Regions from separate parts of the Anser cygnoides genome. Here region 2 is linked to region 1. A link is a contact called in public Hi-C data. All regions are on one chromosome and are shown on one strand. Each heading gives the region's core, a stretch centred on a gene start, on an enhancer-like site or on the middle of the called end of the contact. The rest is flanking DNA. Distances are from core to core; before and after follow the strand shown. Region 1 holds the start of ID3 (inhibitor of DNA binding 3). Region 2 holds the start of NR0B2 (nuclear receptor subfamily 0 group B member 2).

The links. A called contact is a pair of places that touch in the nucleus more often than the background predicts.
Region 2: a contact with region 1 is called in a Hi-C map of liver, with 1.9 times the contacts expected there. The contact joins the promoter of NR0B2 here to the promoter of ID3 in region 1. A contact is called at or near these places in 2 of 7 Hi-C or Micro-C datasets (both in liver).

The regions. Positions count from the first base shown.
Region 1 is chr24:3,218,166-3,222,247 of Taihu_goose_T2T_genome, forward strand. ID3 (inhibitor of DNA binding 3) reads left to right here and starts at 2,279. Exons shown (of 3, transcript XM_066982571.1): 1 at 2,279-2,875; 2 at 3,202-3,273; 3 at 3,509-4,082. The coding sequence starts at 2,555. The coding sequence ends at 3,258.
Region 2 is chr24:3,714,084-3,718,165 of Taihu_goose_T2T_genome, forward strand. It overlaps NR0B2 (nuclear receptor subfamily 0 group B member 2), which reads left to right and starts at 2,280. Exons shown (of 2, transcript XM_013199600.3): 1 at 2,280-4,082. The coding sequence starts at 3,813. It overlaps NUDC (nuclear distribution C, dynein complex regulator), which reads right to left and starts at 2,054. Exons shown (of 9, transcript XM_048073198.2): 1 at 1,865-2,054; 2 at 654-731. The coding sequence starts at 1,960.

The sequences.
Region 1 (4,082 bases), core at 1,029-3,528:
CGACACGACGGAGGACACCCCAACGCCGGCGGCGGGCTGGATCCCCCTGATAAAAAAAAATAATAATAAATAATAATCATAAATAATCAAAAATAAAAATCCCCGTGGCCCCTCTGGCCGGGGAGCCGCCAGGCAAGCGAGGACGGCAAACGTCCCCGCGCAACCATCTTGCTCGCGCGCTCGGGGCCGTGGCCATGGCGCGGGGAGGTTGCCTTGGCCACGCATCCCTGTGTGAATGCATGACGTGCACAGGGCTGGCGCCAGGCTGTCTGGGGCCGGGAGTTAGATCAACACAGCTGGAGGGCCCGGGCCACAGCTGGGCAAAGGCAGCGGGTCCCGCCGCCCCGGCCGGGCCTGTGGGAACGGCCGCCAACAAAACCCCCTGCAAACAAAAGCCCCCCGGCGCAGCCCTTTCAGCCCCCTGGGAAATGGGGGGCGGCGAGCGGGGAGCGGGCATGGGAACGGCGCGGGGACCCCCCTCGGCCGCCCGCGCGCGCGGGGCTTGGGAAGCGGGCTGGGGCTTCCGAGAGCTGGTTTCAGGGTGGTTTTCCGTATTTTAGTCCGTTTTATTTTATTTTAGTTTACTTTATTTTTTTCGTTTTGTTTTTTGCATTTTTTGCATTTTTTTTCATTTTATTTTTTTCTTTTTTTTTCATTTTATTTTTTTCTTTTTTTTCATTTTACTGCATTTCATTTCATTTCATTTCATTATTTCATTTCATTTCATTTCATTTCATTATTTCATTTCATTTCATATTATTTTATCTTATCCTTTTGATTTTATCTTATTTTATTTTATCGTATTTTATTTTACCCTATTCAGTCTTATTTTTTTTACCCTATTTAATCTTACTTTTGGGGGGTGCCCCACTTCTCCTCGCTGCTTGCCCCCGAGCAGACCGAGGAGGGTTTGGGCTCCCCCCGTGCCCGCTCCACGCCCGGAGCTGATTTCCCAGGAAATTTATGGGGAGGGGGTGAAGGGGGGGGGGTAAGAAAAAAGTTTTTAAATCGCAAAAAAAAAAAAAAAAAAAAGGCTGGCTGCTGCTTTGAGGGTTTTGGGGGTCTCCGAGGGGCTGGGGGGGAGAAGCAGGGGGCTTCTGCCCCCCCCCCCCTCACCCCGCTGTGCAGCCCCCGGGGGGGTCCGAACGGGGGAAACAAAACCCAGCGCCACCGAGCTGGGATTTGGGCAGATCTGGAATAAATTGCTGCTGTGGGCAGGCGTAATTTGCTCCAGGTGCCTCTGTCCCCCCCCCCCTCGCCCCCTCCCCACGAGCTGGGAGCCCCAGGCAAGCGGGGTCCCGGGTGTCCCCCCAACGCGACGTCCCCTCCCCGGGCTCCCCCTGCAACCGAAACCGATGGAAATTCCCCCAAAACACCCCAGCGAGGATTTTTTTTTTTTTGGGGGGGGGGGGGGGGGCATCGCCCCTTGCTTTCACCATCTGGGGGGTCGCGGGCCCTTGGCCACCCCCCCCACCCCCCCGGACCCTCCGTGTGCCACCGCCACCCGCTGCGGTGACCCCCACGGGGCCCGGCCACCCCGCTGTCCCCACGGCTTGGGGCTTTTTGAGCCGGCGGCGTTTTGGGGTTGGGTGTGTGTGGGGTGGGGGCCGTGCTGGAATAACCCCCCCAGCCCGTGCCTATAAATCTCCGCTCCCCCCTCCGAAAAAAAAAAAAAAACCCCTCTCCCGGCCGCTCGCAGGAGCGCGGCGGCTGACCTAAATCTGGTTTCTCCATCGTAACCTCAGCTTTACCGCAATTAATTTTTTTCTGCTGGTCACAAGATAATTCCCGACGCCAGAAAGTCTGGAGGTCATATGAGAAGCGAATTGAGGAACAGGGCGGCACTAATTTCCTACGGGATCGCCCGGCAAAAAGCAAAAAAAGGGGGGGGGGGGAAAATATCACCCACCCCAAATCTGGGGGGGGGGGGGGGGGGGGCAAAGGGGTAGGGGGCTGCAGGGGGGTGCACGTGGGGCTGGGGGGAGACACCCCCCCCCCCAAATGGAGGGGTTTTGGGGTTTTGCCTTGGGGTGATGCTGTGGGGTGGCAGTGGGGGGGTGGGGGGGGGGGGACGCAGGGGGACGGGGGCCACCCTGGCCACCAAGGGTCACTCGTGGGGGGGGGGGTTTTGGGGTGGGAGCGCGGTCCTTTGGGGCTCGTTTGCATGCGCGGGAGGGGTCCGCGGGTTCGTTTGCATAATTTGGGGGGGGAGCCGGGGCCGATTTGCATGCGGGGGGCGGGCCCGCGAGGGGCGCCCTATAAAGGGGGCGGTGCGGGGCTGCCCCAGCCCCAGTGCGCCAGCGAGGTCCGAGGGGAGCGGGGGCCCGGGGAGCGGAGAGGAGGTCCCGGAGGGGGAAGGTCCCGGAGGGGGAAGCTCCCGGAGCTTGGAGGCCGCAGGGCTCGGAGGCCCCAGCCTCAGCACCTCAGGTCCCAGCAGAGCCTCGACACCCGCCGCCTCCCGTCCCCCCAAAAAACCTCAAAACAACCAAAAAAAACCCAAAAACCCTCACCTCCCCCCCCCCCCCCAAGCCCCAGCCCCATCCCCAGCCCCAGCATGAAAGCCATCAGCCCGGTGAGGTCCGTGAGGAGCTGCTACGAGGCCGTGTGCTGCCTCTCGGAGCAGAGCCTGGCCATCGCCCGCGGCAGCAGCAACAAGAGCCCGGCGCTGGAGGAACCCATGAGCCTCCTGTACGACATGAACGACTGCTACTCCAAGCTGCGCGAGCTGGTGCCGGGCATCCCGCAGGGCACCAAGGTGAGCCAGGTGGAGATCCTCCAGCACGTCATCGACTACATCTTCGACCTGCAGATCGTGCTGGAGGAGGAGGCCAAGGGGCGCGACCCGTCCTCGGAGGCCACCCTGCTGTCCCTCAAGGTACGGGGGCTCCGCGGGGCCGGGGGCGTGATTGGGGTGGTGGTGGTCCCGTTGGGGTGGTGGTGGTGGTCCCGTTGGGGTGGTGGTGGTGGTCCCGTTGGGGTGGTGGTGGTGGTCCCGTTGGGGTGGTGGTGGTGGTCCCATTGGGGGGGTGGTGGTGGTCCCGTTGGGGTGGTGGTGGTGGTCCCAATAAGGGTCGGGGGGGTGGCGGTGGTCCTACACGGGTCGGGAGGTGGTGGTCCTAAAGGGAGGATGGGGTGGATTTTGGGGGGACGCATCCTGCTGCCGCGGTGGCCCTGACCCCCCCTTGTCCCCGCTCTCCGCAGGCGGCCGAGCTGGCCTCCGAGCTCTGCTCCAAAGACGAGAGCGCTCTGTGCCACTAACGCCGCCTCCAGCAGGTGAGTGTCCGCTCCCGCCCCGGCAGCCCCCCGAAACCCCCCCCCAAGCATCCCCCCTCCGTCCCCCAAATCCCCCAAACCCGCCCCACGCCGCCTTCCCCCCCCCATCCAACCCCTACTCCCCCCCCCGCGTGGCGCTGACCCCGCGCCCCTCATCCCTCCCCCCCCCCCCCAAAAACCGATTTTATATTTTATTTTTATTTTTAACTCTTCTTCCTTTCTTCCCCCCCCCCAGTGCCAATTAGCAAACACGCAGCGAGTGTCGGTTCCTGATTCGTTATCGGCCGGAGGTAAATAGCAGCTTCCTGCGCGGCGCCAGGCTGTCTGCGACCTGCCGCGGCCCCCCCCGGAGCCCCCCCCAGGCCACCACGGGGGGGCCACCCGGCTGCACCCAAGCACCCTTGGGCTCCTCCATCCATCGCCCGGAGAAAAAAAAAAAAAGAAATTAAAAAAGACCCCAGGTGCATCGCCCCCCCCCCAAAAAAAAAAAAGACCCCAGGCGAGGGGAGAGGCGGCTGCTGCCCCCCCCATCTGTCCCCCCCCCCCCCCCCGCCCCCCGCGACCAGGAGCTGCCTCCTCGGCGAGTTTTCGAGCGGCGTTCCCAAAATCCCGGCTTCTTTAGGACTTTTTCAGCCCGCTTTTGTAAACGAGACACTTTGTACCGATAGACTGGTGAAGACGCGGTGGTTGTCTGTATATTTTTGGATTATAGCGATCGAGCCCTGTTTAAAGGCGTTTTAATAGGGGGATAGAGGGGGGGGGGGGTTTGGGGAAGGTGGGGGGGGGTCCTCGAATACGAACCAAACTCT
Region 2 (4,082 bases), core at 1,030-3,529, 500 kb after region 1:
CCTGCAAGCTCTGCTGTAACCACCCGCAGCCTCAAAGCCAGGCGGGCAGCCGAGGGGCACCGCGGCCTCCAGCCGAGCGTTGCAAAGCAGCTCACGTGCTAAGCCAGAGGGGAACAGCCACCACGCGGGTGAGTACAACCAAGAAACCTTCAGAGAGCCTGCCTAACTCCTGCTGGAACGCTCCGCCTGCCAGCGAGGCAGCCCAGAGCCCCGGGCTCGCTCAGTCCAGACAGGTACGCGGCCCGGAGACAAAGGTGCAGCCGCATGTGCAGAGACGTGGACTTTGGGCTTTCTCTGAGGTGAACAAACAAGGTAACCTGGGGTTATCGCTTCTGCAGTGTCTGTCACCGTTAAGTCAGTGTGTCTGGCAGATTTGCTTTCCAAACAAGCCTTTGGCCAGAGCGTGGCAAAAAAAAAAAGGAAAAAAAAAAGCCCTGCACCAACGGTATCGCTTGAACAAGCAATCATGCCTCACCTCACATCGGGGCAGCTCATTATTGCTTTGTTTTGTGGTGTGTTTCATCAGCAGCACAGCCCGCTCGTCCCCCAGTGCATTAAAGGGCTTTGGGGCCTTCAGAAAGGGAAGTCTTAGCATGACATAGACACGGCACATAAATAAGACAAAAAAAGCGTGGATTTTTTTTTTTTTTTACCTTCTCTGCTACGCCATCTTCTCCACCAGTGAAGAAATCTGTTTTACGCCTCAGGAAACTAAAGAACGTGTTCACAAGCTGGTAGAGAGGAAACAGAGAAAGGGGGGAAGAGAAGGGGTGAAGAGAGAAAAAAAGAGCAGTGAGACCAGATCACTCCAAGGTACCTTGTGTCTCTAGAGTAGCCTTTATTGCGCCCTTCCCATCTGTGTCTGCATCAGCACCGTACTGAAACCCTGTGACTTTCCCAGAGAAAACAGCCAAGGGCTTATAAGGAGATCCAGCTCCTGGATCCCATTTTTCAGAGGCATGTGTGTGTTTCATGTTAAGAGAGGGCAACCAGTTTATTCTCAGGTCACCTTGGGGACGCACCTACTTTGCCATCCCAAACTGTCACTCAGATCTCTCTGATGCAGAAACTTTGGCAATGCATACGTACTTTTAGATACACACACACACGAATGTATACAGATGCTCACATATTCTGTACGCCTATGCCCTCAAAGCCTGCAAGCCGCCCCCAAGCTGCGTCCCGTTTATTTACAAAAGTTTAAACTTCTTTTTATTTCTGACTGTCTTGCTGCCTGCCAGATGCTGCTGGTGAACTGGCAGTTATGAACTGCCACCCCAAAATACCTCCATGGAAATGGGTTTGACTCTCAGTGGGTTTGATTTCCACCCCCACCCCCCCAGGAGTTATGTCTCGTCAGTATTTCAACCTGAAGCCCCACGGCAGCAGGAGGAGCTGTGTTTAACACCATTTCCCCACGTGTGGGTGCAGGGGTTGTTCCCACACACCCCTCCCTGCGGACCAGCTTCCCACCAGGAGCCACTACCTGGAGGAGCGGGAGGCCCGCGCAGCGCCCCACGAGGAGGGGAGGAGCCGCGGCCGCGTTTAACGGCACCTGGCGGCGGCCACAACCCGCTGGGGGCTCGAGGGACCGCAAAACTGGGCCAGGGCGGCTCCAGCCTCCCGTGCCTCTCCCGCTCCGCAGCCGCAGCAGCCCCGGGCCCCACGCGTGGCGCTGCCGAGGCCGAGAGCCCCCGGCGTGGGGAGGCCGCACACGGGGGCCCCTCGCTCCGTGGCGGCGGGGAGGGAACCCGGGGGGGCTGCGTGGGGCCCCCCGGGGCCTCGTCCGAGGGCCGCCGCCTGCCCCTCCCCCGTTACCCCCGGAGGAGCTCGGCGAAGCCTCCGCCGGGCCCGGCGGCGCTACCTCGCGCACGCCGCCCTGGTGCTGCTGGGCCATGGCCAGGAGCATGCCGTCGAAGCGATCCTCCTGCTCCGCCGCCTCCTCCGCGCTCAGCCCCATCCTGACCCTGACCCCGCTGCCGCCGCCGCCTCGGCCCCCTCACGCCGCCGCTTGCCGGAACCGGAAGGTGAGGGAGCGGAAGCTCGCGCGGCGCTCGCCTCTCCCTTCCGCCAATCGCAGCGCGCGGCCCAGCCGCTCCCTTCGCGGATTGGTCGCGGAGGGGCGCGGGAGGCGGGAGGAGAGGAGCGGGGCGCGGTTGCCATAGCAACGGAGAGGCCTAGGCCTTTCCAGAAGGCTCCGCGGGGCCTGGGGAGGCCCTGGAGGGCCAGGCCCTGATCCCCCCCCCCCCCTCCCAGCCCCGGTGGGCACCGAGCCGCCACCACCGCCCCCTTCCCCACACGGCTCCTGGGGCCGCTCACCCAGGCCCCGAGCGGGGCAGGGGCCTGCAGCCTGCGTAGGGACGGGTCCAGCAGGCCCCGCAGGCCGCTGCAGGTCTCCCCCCTGTGTGATCCCCCCGCGTCTGCACCCCCCAGGGCTGGGTGTGCTCGGGGGGGGTTGTCCCCGTCAGGGCGAGCTGTGCCGCTCACAGGCTCCTGCCGCCCGGGGGATTCCTCAGCAGGCCCCCCGAAATCAGTGTTTGGATGCTGCCCCTTCCCTAAACCAACTTGTGCTGATAACGCGTACAAATGCATCTGGACACCTAATAATTGACATCCGATGATAAGACAAGGGGCGGTGGGTGCAAGCCGGAATGTAGGAGGTTCCGCTTAAATATGAGATGAAGTTTTTTCACGGTGAGGGTGCCAGAACACTGGAACAGGCTCCCGGGGGGTTGCGGAGCCTCCTTCTCCAGAGACATTCCAAACCCGCCTGGATGCGTTCCTGTGTGCCCTGATCTAGGTGTTCCTGCTCCGGCAGGGGGCTTGGACTAGCTGGTCTTTCAAGGTCCCTTCCAATCCCTAACGTTCCGTGATTCTGTGATAGCTGAGAATTCAAGGTGGAAATCTATAAGCCTGGCCCTCCCCTGCCCAGTATTTCCCCTGTGACACGTGGGGCCCTGCCTTGCCCACAGGCTCCTGCTGCCCACGGGATTCCCCAGCAGGCCCCCTGAAATCATCACTCGGATGCTGCCCCTTCCCTAAACCAACAGATACAGATCAGCAGATCAGCAGATACAAATACCTGAGCAATTCAAGGTGAAAATCTATAAACCCGGCCCACCCCTGCCCAGCATTTCCCCTGTGACACATGGGGCCCTGCCTCAGGATGAGTCGTTCAGTTCACCCGCTTCCTTAACTGTAACAGCAGCGAGGCTCCTGTCAACAAGGTTAGGCAAATATCTGCTGATAAAACGACTTCCAGGTTGCTCTTTCCAAGGCCGGAGCGCACAGGCCATTTGCCACAGGGCCCTCGCTCCAGACGGGTGCCGTGTGTGTGTGTGTGTGAACTCCTTGGCAGTGACACCTGCCATATAGCGCTGCCTGATTGCAGCGCGGGGCCTTGGTGCCATGGTACAGCCCGGGTTAATGACTTTGTTTATACTGTTTGGGTAATCGCGATAAGGCCGCCCAACCCGCGCTGCCCCGTCCCCCCGCGGCAGCTGCTGGCGCTTCATTGAGAAAACGGCCATTGACGCCACGCCGAGAACTTGCTGGCCCCAGCCAATCATCCAGGGGACGGCTGCTTTTTTTTTTTTTTAATGAGGACCGCTTAATCACAGAGCGGTCAAGGCTGGGAAGGGGTGTTTCACTTGTGACCGAGCCTTATAAGAGCTGGTTTGAGCAGCCATGTGCTGGCAGAGCGGGGAGGACAGGGTGTTTCCAGGCTGAGGCAGGGAGGAAGTTTACGGGTCTCTCACATCTGCTGCAGCAGGAGCTGAGTTTCACAGAGGATCCGGGCTTCCAGCTCAGCTATGACGACCAGCAGCATGGACGTGGACTGCGAGAGGTGTCAGTGCCAGCAGGAGGACAACCGCACCGCCATCCTTTACAACCTCCTCAGCCAGAACCTGAACCACAGCCGGGGCAGCTGCAGCCCGGCCCACCAGCGCTGCCTGTGCCACCAGCGCCGGACAGTCTGCCTGCGCACACCCCACGTCACCTGCCAGGCTGCCTCCGATGTGCTGGTGAAAACCGTCAGCTTCATGAAAAACCTCCCTTCCTTCCACCTGCTGCCACGAGGG